Regions from separate parts of the Zea mays genome. Here all the other regions are linked to region 1. A link is a contact called in public Hi-C data. All regions are on one chromosome and are shown on one strand. Each heading gives the region's core, a stretch centred on a gene start, on an enhancer-like site or on the middle of the called end of the contact. The rest is flanking DNA. Distances are from core to core; before and after follow the strand shown.

Region 1 (3,935 bases), core at 563-3,062:
TACACCGCAAATCCACACACGTTTATTTTATATCAGCAAATTTTTTTTTGCGAACTACGCGATTTCCAGTTTCCACTACTACAATCCTGAATTCACAGGGAACAAAATCCGTCAGAATTGTTACAGAACCTATATGGTTGGGCACAGTATAAAATCTGCATCATCACTTCAAAAGTAGTGTGGTGTAGCATCCAGAATTGTTTGTTGTAATGATGCCATAAAAAAAACTGTAGCTCGCTGCCGGTGGAGCCACCGAGCCATCAAAAGCATCCTCGTCGTCATTGGAGAAATAAAATAGCAATACATACTTCTACTACAATTGTTCGACACAACACATTAGTGGCATAAGATTATTGGGACCACCATATATGGAATTAATCAACTTGGATAGAAAGTCAAAACACTGAAACCATGTGGATGAACAGCTGCATAAGCTATATGCTCCATATATAGATTAACCAAACCCACTTCCTGATTGGCCCATCAAAATCCCCTTTTATTCCGATCATCTAAGAGCTTGCTATGGAAGCATGGATGGCAGATTTCCACCACAACTATATTGTTAGCCCCAGTAAAGCGATGACGATGAGCCAACGCAGAATTTGATAGACAACCCAGTAAAGTTGTATCTTACAAGACACAATAAATCCCCTAGTTCGTTCACCAACTGGTGATGACCCATCGAAATTCCGCGCCATCATTTAAAAATAGCGATGGCGGAATTTCACCACGGATGCTGCTCACATGAATGACGAGACGACACGACACAAACGAGAAGGGCGGTTGCTTAACTTGCTTCAAACTGGGCGAACGCCACCGCCAGAAGCCCAGAAGCGCTGCCCGCTGTGATGCGAGTGTGACCCCTAAATTTTCAAGGCACAAACTTTCTAGAAGCTTGGCACGACCCCGTAGGCCCCGGCGTCCACGAAGAAGCCGTCCCTGGCGTCGTCGGAGAAGGAGAGCCAGAACTTGGCAGCAGCGTCGATGCTGTCCGATGTGCCGGCACCCGAGGAGGAGGAGGAGGAGGTGCCGGCGGCGCGCTTGACAAAGCGGCCCTTGATCCTGGGCCGCGCCTCGGCATAGGCCTTGCGGGACGCGTAGCGGATGGTCTTCTGGAACTTGCGCCTCTCGCGCTTCTCGCGGTACCTCTGCACCCTCGCCTCCCGCTCCGCCGCCGCCGCGGCGACCACGGCGGCGCCCGGGACGACGACAGCGGGCGACCACGTGGCCGTCCATGCGGCGGCGGCCAGACCGGGCTGCGCCCACAGAGGTGCAGCGCCGTGATGGACGACGGGCGCCACGCCGTCCGGCAGGTAGCCGCCGCCGCCCGTGACACAGGCAGCGAAGTCGACGTCGGACAGCAGGTCGAACAGGCCCCTGCCCTCCGCGCCGCTGTCGCCGGTGGTGAAGCTCGCCGACGAGCTCCCGTTCTGGGGGCTTCCCTGCCCCTGCGCAGGCGCCGACGCCCACGACGACGCCGCGTCGATGTCGTCGGGCGCGAAGAGGTCGTCGTCGTACACGCCGGATGCAGCAGTCACCATGGAAAGGGGCACGCGCTCGTGGCGCGACGCCAGCAGGTTCGCAGCGTGCACAGCGGTGTCGCAGGGGCTGCAGAGCGCCGCAGCGTCCGCCGCGCAGTACACCACCGCGGCGCCGCCGCAGACCGCGCACGCGCAGGCGGCTCCCCCAGCCGCTGGGCTTGTGCTGCCTTCGCTTCTTCCCATCTCTCCTTCTAGTTTTTTTTTTCTTCTTCTGGGCTTGCCTCAGCTTTCTTGAGCTTCTTTGTGTTTTGCTTGTGCTTGCGTTTGTGTTTTTGAGTGCGAAATGGCAGTGAAGCTGCTGAGCTGTATTAATAGGGGGAGGGAGATGAAGTGATGAAGCCACCGGGGACGAGCGGGAGGCGGGGAGCTTAGCGCGAAGGTGGAGTTGGTGAATCGGTTAAGTGGACACGTGGAGCTCTAATGGCCGCGAAAACTTTGGCTGAGGACGACCAAGATCGTGTAATTTAGAGGGAATTGGTAGGTGTACTATGGTAGGCACCCTTGTTCCCTTGCCAAACCATCCAGGTCTGCACTTGTTACAGTGTGACCTCTTGACATTAATTTCTGACATGACATATTCCTTCTCTTCTACATTACTTAGAGCAACTACAGTAGTTCTCTAAAATACTCCTTAAATCAATAATTTAGATAGTTAACCTAAAAACTCATCTCCAACAGCTCTCTAAATAAACTTTCTAAATTTAGTCACTTTTCATCTAACCTTATTTCCTACCTACATTTAGCAACCACTTACCAACTCCCGAAACATAAAATCTGGCATACTTCTTTTAGTTGGACGTCTTTTCCACATTCTGAGTCCATGCGTCAGCTGTTGGTGATGCACAATTGCAGCACCTAGTAAGTTAGAGATTAAACAATTAATAATGTAACTGTTGCACATGCACATGTTGAGAATAAACAATTGTGGCAACAAATCAAAAGGACAACACAACTCACCATGTTGGATCAGTTTGCTGACGAGGTCACAATTTTGAGATCGAGTTGCAGAAGGGAGATGAAAACAAAAGGAAAAATGGCTAATCACACTCAAATTGGTGATATGACAAGTTTTAACATATTTAGGAAGTAATATATAGAGAACTGTTGGAGGAGATAAGTTTTTTTGTTTCCTATATTATTTGAGTACTTGCTAAATCTCAAATTTAGGTAGTAGAAATATACATAACTATTGGAGCTGCTCTTATAGGTCATTTGTCTTTGCCCATACGAGAAATTTTACAGTTCTCGGAAGAAGAAAAACTAGAGCTATCTATTTTAATAGATCTAATAGTTTAAAATAAGAAAAAAAAACAGTAACATACGGGCAAAGAACTAGTTCCAGATTTAGTTCGAAAGGTATATATCATAGTACATTCACGGATTCAAGAGCTCCTCATCTCCCATCTTCTCTGTTCTTCGCACACGCCGCCAGCCACCCGATGACACCACGCCGCCGCCGACCAATGCTAGCCCGAGTAGAAATCCGCGTCCCCAACTCGTGCCGTCCAACCATGGACGGTACTGGAGCAGTGGCTGCGGGCTTAGGTTGGGTGGCGGCAGGACATGCATATGCAGCTCCCTATCTCGGTCTCTAAAAGATGTGCGCAGCCCGTTTTTGGTGTCAAATTGGTTTCATTAACTTCGCCATGTGATATTTTTTTCTGAAATACATGCATTTATTGAACTTGAACGAGCCAATATACATATTTTTGTAACAACTCCATCGAAGTTAGAAAGACTTAACTTCGAACAGAAGTCAAGGTGAACTATAATTTAAACTGGATACAGTATAAGGCAAGAGTTACTCCTAGATATCACGTGCGGCATGATGCTTGGATACAATTTGGAATTTTTGAGCATCGTTCCTTTTTTTAGTACCTAGAACTATCTTTACCATGCCAACTAGCCAGTTTATGTCATTTAAGAGTATCAAAATCTCTTTATTACGAAAGCGTTTGAATGCTTTGAAATGTTTGAAATGTACATAATAATAATAATAATAATAATAATAATAATAATAATAATAATAATAATAATAATAATAATAATAATCGTCGGTTAATTCATTTTTTGAACTAGACCACGACAAATAAAAAAGAACGGATCGAGTACGTAGTATTATGAGATACAATTTCATACTTCAGCTTACCTTACGAGGTCTGTTGATCCAGAATCTCAAAATGAGAATGTGCCGTTTGTTAGCATCGATATGTACGGTATGCATGGATAAAAAAAAATTATTCCTTCATGCATCTATATGCTGTCGTTGTACTAGTGCGTGTAAGTAGTGATTTGCTTGCATTGCCCGATAGTCGGGTCGGTCGACAATGAAACCAGCCTGGACTGGAGTGGAGGGAGTGCTTCTGGTCAAACGGTCGAGGGGAGCTGTCCACT
Region 2 (3,935 bases), core at 632-3,131, 250 kb after region 1:
TGTTAGTGATGATGCAGACTTATATCTGTTTTGTGATGATCCTTACTTATATTTGTGAGACTTTAGTGAGACTTTGTGATATATATGATGTTGATGATAAATGTGTTCATTCTGTGATGTGATTGATATATAATGTGATGTGAATGATATATATCTTTTGTTTGTTTGGATGGAACAACAAAAGCAAATAAAAAGGGACATTCTGGTCACTTTGCCGAGTGTAACACTCGGCAAAGGGTCGCTTTGCCAAGTGCTATGACCATGGCACTCGGCAAAGAAGGCAACCTGGGAACCGGTAAAGCCATCTTTGCCGAGTGCTGACCATGGCACTCGGCAAAGAAGGAAACCTGGGAACCGGCGAAGACATCTTTGCCGAGTGCTGTTGCCCAGGCACTCGGCAAAGATACTGGCAAAGGGGCCCACTGGAGGGTTCTTTGTCGAGTGCCAGTCCACCAGACACTCGGCAAAGAAGCCTCCTTTGCCGAGTGCCTACTAGAGCTCTCGGCACAGGGACTGGCGGTGGGGCCCACTGGATCAGTCTTTGCCGAGGGCCTCTCGAGCAAACACTCGGCAAAATTGACCTCTTTGTCGAGTGTCACAGAAGGCACTCGGCAAAGGATCCGTCACCGTCACTTGGCGCCGTGACGGTGACTTTTCTTTGCCGAGTGCCAAATGGCACTCGGCAAAGTCTTTGTCGAGTGCCCGACAAAAAGTACTCGGCAAAGAGGCTGTTGCCGATGTATAGTTCGCCGAGCGTTTTTTGCCGAGTGTTACACGCGGCAAAGCATTTGCCGAGTGTAAAATAGCCTTTGCCGTGTGTCTCAGACACATGGCAAAGGAGCTGATTCCGGTAGTGTGGCCCCTGGCGGCAAGCTGGCGGAGCAGCGCCCTCCTCATGACTCAGTACTCCTCTCCGGCCAACCCTTGGTGCAAAAGAAAGAGCATGTGATGGTGATCACTAGCTGCGTGATTGGTTGGCTTCTCTACTCATGCACTTGAACCCGCGGAGTCTCAAAGCATGGTTTGTTTGGTTTCCGTATCTCCTCAAACAGGCTACATGCATGCAAGCCGTACGCCGTAGCCAGGCTCCGCGCGAACAGCCGGCGGGAGCATCTCCCCCCATGCAGGCTCACTGCACGCTTAAGCACAGAAATCCAGATATTTTTATTTTACTTTTTTATTTATATCTTCCAATTAAAATATTTAATCACTGAATCCATTTAATATTTGTATTCCTCCGATTTTTGTGAACAAAACTAAATCACTCATGATAAATATGTAAAGATTTATTTATACACCCTTCACTAATACACATTTCAGTGCAACCAACCAAACATCTGCACGAGTCTATACACACAACTAAACAAAAGTGTTTGCACGAACTCATCTTGGTTCTACTAATACTAACTAAACTCGTACGGACCTGGCTCGACTTCTACGGTAACCAATCACATAGTATGAGATGATTCTTACCTGCGATGACCTCCGCCCACGATATCCCATGGATCCGCGGCGGTGGGTTGCTCCAACGAGCAATTTTAGGCTCCCCGATTCCCCTACACGCCCAAATCCGACGTGGGCACGCCCGTTGCACCGGAGACTCTCCCATGCAACTTGCTGAGGACGTATTGTCGCTCGAGCGGCATATCGATGGCAGCGGCCACCCTCTCCCCCTTTCTATTCTAACGGCAGCAAACTCTCTCTCAGCGTAGGCGTAGCTATTGCCATGGATCAACGTGAGTGCGACGCCCGCTATTTATTCATAGGGAAGACCATCAAATCGTAACAACTTTTTTTTTCTGAATCCTGTCGGATAACAACGACCCGCAGTCACGTCCGGCTCTGTTTGTGCTCGTGATTAATTCCGTTCGAGGTGACGGGGGGTCCATGTGACAGCGGCACATGGGAATGAGTCCACGCCCGCGCGTGTGATGGCAGAGACATTGGCAATTTTGCCGTTATGATTTATGGGCTTCGCCAGTATACTATCGGACCACAAATCATAGACACAGATGGTCCCATCAGTCATAGATACGGAATGGCATAATAATAGAAAACCAAAATTGAGAGTGACACAAATTTCTTTACGATGGCGAGCCTCTGGCGATAGGCCCACCGATCAGCACCGAATTGCCCATGAGCGTGCACAAATAGAGAATGTGTGCACGCGATAGTGCAGCTAACCTATGGGGCCCGCGCGACAACGTGTTTGCACAAGGTTTCCCGGGCTGACGTGCGTCAGCGTTTCAGAAAAGAAAAGACTAAGGGCTTGTTCGGTTCTACCCCAATCCATATGGATTGAGAGGGATTGAGGGGGTTTCAATCCCTAGTAAGTCAAAATCTCCCCTAATCCGTAGCAATCACCTCCAATCCATATGGATTCAAAATAACCGAACAAGCCCTAAGGAGGGATGGGTCGACGGTGGAGGGAAAAGAAAGTGGGCCGGGAAAGGATTTGGCCCAACCGATGGGTTCTTCTTTTTTCTTTTTTCTATTTGAGAATTCAATTCAAGTTCAATTTCGAGTCTTCAAATTCTAAACCCAGTTTGCATTGCAAACTTTTAATTGGATGCACAAGCAAAACCTTCATCATGAGATGCAAGGTTTATTATTTTATATACATTAATTTCTTTATCCATTTATGTAAATGCTTCTAGATATATAATAAAAGAATATTTATTTTAGGAAATAATTTCTAATGTATAACCTTCACAAAGATATGCTTTAGCTTAAATCCTTTAGAGAGTACTTATAATTCAACAAAAGGGATAACTAATTTCATATAGGGATCCTTCCACATCCAAGGCAAAGTTTGTCGCGAGCAACGACGACGATCTAACGGTTCAGTTATTTCATCAAACACACAGAGTGCGGGAAAAGCGAGGCCTCACCAAGGATCGACGACGATCCAAGGCAAAGTTTAGTTTGGATTTCTGAGTAAGTAATAATTTGTTCCATTTTGAAAATTTTGCCTCTTTGTTTGTGCCAAAAATTAAAATTGCTTCAGTATAAGTCTATGTTCATGTCTTAGATTATGCAAATCGAGCACATTTCGAATTTCAAATTTGCATTTGTATAACGGTTCAGTTATAACTTGGCATTACATTTCAGTTATAAAAACATAAATCAATTCAGAAAGGGTGTAATTGGATTGACTTTCGAATTTACATTTGTTTCATTATATAAATTTTTAATAGGCACAAGATTTTGGCATTTCTCGAGACCAAATAATCCTGAATCGGTGAAACAAATAGAAATAATCTTAATAAACATAGATTGACGTGATCGAGAAATCATTATCTTCACCGACGATCTGTGATGAGATCCAATCTCATGGCTTAACAAGAGGCAAACACCTGGGGTGTTACAGTCTTCCCCCTTAAAACAATCTCGTCCTGAGATTTGAGCGAAGACTTTTAAGGGTAGAGAAGCATGTAACGTCCATACTTGTTGTAGATGCCAAATCATGAGATGTTATCTGATGAAATATGGAAGTTAGATTTGGATAATACATCATGATACTTCGAGAAGAATACAGAGATCGATTTGAGGAAAATGTCCATGAAAGATAACACATCGGTGTGATCGCATAACGGATCATGACTATTAACCACGATGCCAACGCATGCCGAGCAGCTCAACCTTGTGTGTGCACCCATAGGAGGCTCTCGGTTTCGTCGCGGCACCATCAGTTCTTTAGTCATAATACCATCCAAACATAACCAATGAGAAATCCACATGGCACAGATAGATGAAGCCCTTGAGAGTATGGCTTGGAAAAATAAGAACATGACATGAGTTGAAACATAGATTTGTTGGCAAAAAGAGCAACACATGAGATTTTTTCTTCAACTCTACGTACTCTTTTATGATCACCATGGAGAGAAATCAGTCGATGATTAGCATGAGGTCGTATATGGGGAGGAAAGCTACCA
Region 3 (3,935 bases), core at 639-3,138, 130 kb after region 1:
CAGAACACTTCCTTCGGTTGAGAGGGTTGAGATGTTGTCGAAGCAATCTCTTTCTGCTTGTTAATGGTGTGATGGCAAGTTCTTGTAGTGTGGCCCTTACCTTCACCACAAAATTGGTAGAACAATTTCCTTGGAGGTGCGTTGGACTTGCCACTGAAGCTTGGTCTCCCTGTTCTCCTCTCGGGGCTAGCGGACGAAACGTGCCATGAGAATGCTGCTGCTGAGAGCTTGCTTATTGTTGGCCTGATTGACCCTGAGATTGGGTCGCCTTTTCTTCACCTTGCATCGGGTCGTGAATGCTTCGGGCATTCCTTGGGTGAAATCTTCCCCCAAAGCCCCTAGCGAGTTCAGTATATATGTTTAACTCCTCCCTTGTTTGGCAAAAGTCATTGTCAACTTTTATGTACTCATCATCTTTTGTAGTAACTTCTCAAAAGAATGTAGAGGTTTCCTTGCAAAATGTTGAGCTACTGGTCCTGTCCTGAGCCCCTTGACCTTGGCTTCAATGGCGATGTCATCTTGGACCGCTGGCGCCTAGGCCCGAAGACGAAGGAACCTTCAGACGAATGATTGAAGGTATTTGTTTGGATCTTGGGTGCACTAGAACAAAGCTTGTGCAGTAACGGGCTTTGACTGAAAACCCTAGAAGTTAGTGAGAAGCATTTCTTTTAGCTTTTTCCATGAAGTGATAGTTCTTGGCCGAAGAGATGAGTACCAAGTCTGGGCCACATTTCTGATCGCCATGAGAAAGGATTTTGCCATGAGTGCTGAGTTGTCACCCTATGAAGATATGGTAGCTTCGTAACTCACGAGGAACTGCTTCGGGTTAGATAGGCCATCATACATTGGCAATATAAGAGGTTTGTACATTGGTGGCCAAGGTGCTGCTTGCAGCTCTGGTGTCAGTGGTGAAGCTTCGTCACAAAGGAAACTCTTGGTAGTTGAATGGCTCATGATGAAAATTGTCATGGTTACGACCATCATAGTTTTGGTCCTTGAAGTTGTACTGATCTTGCACTTCAATGTTTCACATCTCTTCAATTGCTTCTTTAATCTTCTTCTAAAGCTCGTATAGACGAAGCACCTTCTCCTTGTGTTTCTCCATTTGCTGGTGGATTGCATCGAGATTGTTGATTTCACAATCAAGCTCCTTGTCTTGCGGTTCCAGACTGATGGCCTTCCTCTTCTGGTTCCTTGCCTTCCTAAGGAGAGCTTCGCCACCTTGGTTAGGATCCAAAGTCATGAGGACAGAGCCAATCACCGTTGTCTTCTTTGGCGACATGATAGGAGTTGTTGTGGTCGGAGTGAGTTCACGGGACCAGCCTTGGAATCCTTTCTCTCTTGCCGCACAAGCCTTGGAATCCTTTCCCTTCGCCGCTTTTCGTCCGAAGTCTTCTCCATGGCGAGGCTAACAGTTTCGGTTTGCGCCTTTGCCGCTTGTATACATGTGAACAAAGCTTTACCTTCGTTGCTTCATCTGAAGGACAGCTTCGCATGTTCTTCATTTTGTGCCTGAAACATCTTAGTTTACACCGAAGAAGAGATGTCTTAAGGACCTTCGGCAAAGTAAGCCTCCAACACCTTCTACTGTTTTTACAGTGTTTTGTCTTTATGGATTATAGATGCAACAGTCCGACACAGTTAGCTTTAATCCTAAGCGAACAACTTGTTGGATTGTCGCTGCAGTATCGGAGAATTGTCAGCACACGTGTCCTGTTGTGGATGACATTATCATGAAAGGTATGTTAACCTTTTGGCAAATGATTTAAATCAGGGTCAAGTCGTTAAGTACTGCAAGTGATGTGAGACGATGGTTGAACAGTCGTCCGTGGTGCAACAAACCTTTGCTTTCAGGTGACGTCCCTGCTGATGTCAATTCGTAGGCCTCTTGTCTCATCAGGGCATCATGCGGAGCTGGATTGTGCGATCTATCTTGTTATGGCCAGCCTGTGTACGCCCGGGTCTACATGCAAATCTTTTGCTGCCACCGGAAGGATCAATCATGAAACAAACCGCTCAATCCGCCCCCAAATTGCGATACTAGTCTTTCCAATCCCACTCAGGCTTTATTTAGATACTCTAGTGTTGACCCCAATCCATATGTATTGAGGTGGATTATGGTGTAAATTAGTTTAAGTTACACCACAATCCACCTCAATACATGTGGATTGTGGTCAATACTAGAGTACACAAATTAGACCTCATTTGGGGAAAAAAACTTGTCACGATCCATGAGATTTACGGGTAAAGATCGTTTCGCTCATCATTTTCTACAGACCTATTTATTCTTCATCTCAATGTAAGAGGATACTACATCTAATGTACAGTAGTATCCAAAAACTTCAACAAGCACTTTACAGATAATTGACGGTGGTGTAGAACTTCTGGAGTTAAGACAAATAAGAGAACGGGATTTGCACGCTGACATGCAATTGCAAGTAAACGGGCAGCATTGGCTCTATTCTTAACCATCCAGCAAATATCTCATGATGAGATGGAGAGGCTCCTAATGAAGGAAGGCATGCCGACCATAGCATACCGAAAATGACGATCTCCCTTGGAGCAAACAGAAACATCTCACGGCACATCCAGGCTCCGCTTGCCACCATTCAACACCGCACGAGGGGAAAACCCCGTGGGGGAATGGTGGGAGGCGGATATTCACCGACTCGACATAAGAATTTCGTGCTCTTGTAACAAGAAGAGAGTAGACGAGGCAGAGGCGCCAAAGGAAGGCACGCGTCACACCACGACAAAGGCCTAAATGCCAGTGCCAAGCACAACGACACAAGAGACCTACAAGAAAATGATGACGCCAATTTTCCATTACAGCATGACTCCTCCATGATGGCACCAGAGAAGTAGGGGAAGGGGCTCCATGACGACGCCTCCAAGGAGGTCAGTGGTGCCGAGGGCATTGCCGTCATCTGCACAGACTACATCTGGCATGGCTTTCGCCTAGGACCCCCAAACTTCAAACTCCCGGCGAAAAGTGAGGAGGCCTGGGTCATACTCCTCTCAGGGGCCTATAAACGGCGATGACAACCAATGGTGGCGGCACGACCTAGAAGGTGAGGAGGCGACGAGGGCCCGCTGCCCACTATACCGTCCCGGCTAGGGTCAAGCTGTCACTTTCGGACGGCCACGCCGTTGCACGCGCGAGCCATGACGCCGTGAGCCTGCTGCACACGCGGCAAGCTGCAGGTCCGACACCATGAGCGTTGCCGCGTGCTGCACGAGCCGCCGGCAGTGTGCCATGAGTGCCACTGCACAGGCAGCGGTCGAGGCCCAGGCCAACGACGAGGTTGGTGGCCGGATCTGACAGCGCGATGTCATGACCGTGTGTCAGAGAGGAAGCCGGATAGGGGAACAATAGTGGGGAGAGGCGAGAGGCTAGCACCCGACGAATCGAGCAAGAGAGGGGACGGGTAGGTCGGTGCGCGGTAGGACCGGTTGGAAGGAAGCGTGGCAGCGGGGGATCGGTGCCCATATGATCCAACCGGCGAGACGTGGAGAGGACAATGACACCAATGTCGAGAGAGAGGGGGGAGGGGTTGGTCGCCGCTGCTGCAACCGACAGTGGCGGCCGACAAGGCTAGGGTTTGGGGGCGTTTTTTGGATTAATTGTATACATACAACTCAACTTTTACAAAATTGGATGGCTAGTTCATTTTAATGCCATGGAGTGGCATGAAAATGAACTAGTTTCCAATTTTTCAATTTTTTGAGTGGCATATTTTCAACTAACCTTTTTTTTGTTGGGATGACACTACAACTTCATGTTTGCACTTATGTGTCATGACAACTTCTGAGCTTCACCTTAAACTTATAGGTCCTGTGTGAGATTCTGTTTGAGCATATTTTAAAGAAATCTACATACAAATATGTTTCGCTAATTAGGTCTCCAAAATAGCTCTAGTTTTACAAAAGCTGCT

The links. Hi-C and Micro-C count contacts between places; a contact is called where the count stands out from the background.
Region 2: a Hi-C map of leaf shows a contact between it and region 1, with 8 times the contacts expected there. The contact joins the enhancer-like site here to the promoter of LOC100281883 in region 1. A contact is called at or near these places in 3 of 25 Hi-C or Micro-C datasets (ear, leaf and tassel).
Region 3: a Hi-C map of leaf shows a contact between it and region 1, with 3 times the contacts expected there. The contact joins the enhancer-like site here to the promoter of LOC100281883 in region 1. A contact is called at or near these places in 2 of 25 Hi-C or Micro-C datasets (ear and leaf).

The regions. Positions count from the first base shown.
Region 1 is chr10:55,423,130-55,427,064 of Zm-B73-REFERENCE-NAM-5.0, forward strand. It overlaps LOC100281883 (CONSTANS-like protein CO8), which reads right to left and starts at 1,813. Exons shown (of 1, transcript NM_001154803.1): 1 at 416-1,813. The coding sequence starts at 1,724. The coding sequence ends at 888.
Region 2 is chr10:55,671,665-55,675,599 of Zm-B73-REFERENCE-NAM-5.0, forward strand. No RefSeq gene overlaps it. Among protein-coding and RNA genes, the nearest start is that of LOC100282373, 210 kb to the right of the region's middle. Within about 2 kb of position 1,882, at least 4 of the 20 cell types and tissues checked have an H3K27ac peak or open chromatin away from gene starts, as enhancers often do. A contact at or near this core is called in leaf, where this site is marked.
Region 3 is chr10:55,553,718-55,557,652 of Zm-B73-REFERENCE-NAM-5.0, forward strand. No RefSeq gene overlaps it. Among protein-coding and RNA genes, the nearest start is that of LOC100281883, 130 kb to the left of the region's middle. Within about 2 kb of position 1,889, at least 3 of the 20 cell types and tissues checked have an H3K27ac peak or open chromatin away from gene starts, as enhancers often do. A contact at or near this core is called in leaf, where this site is marked.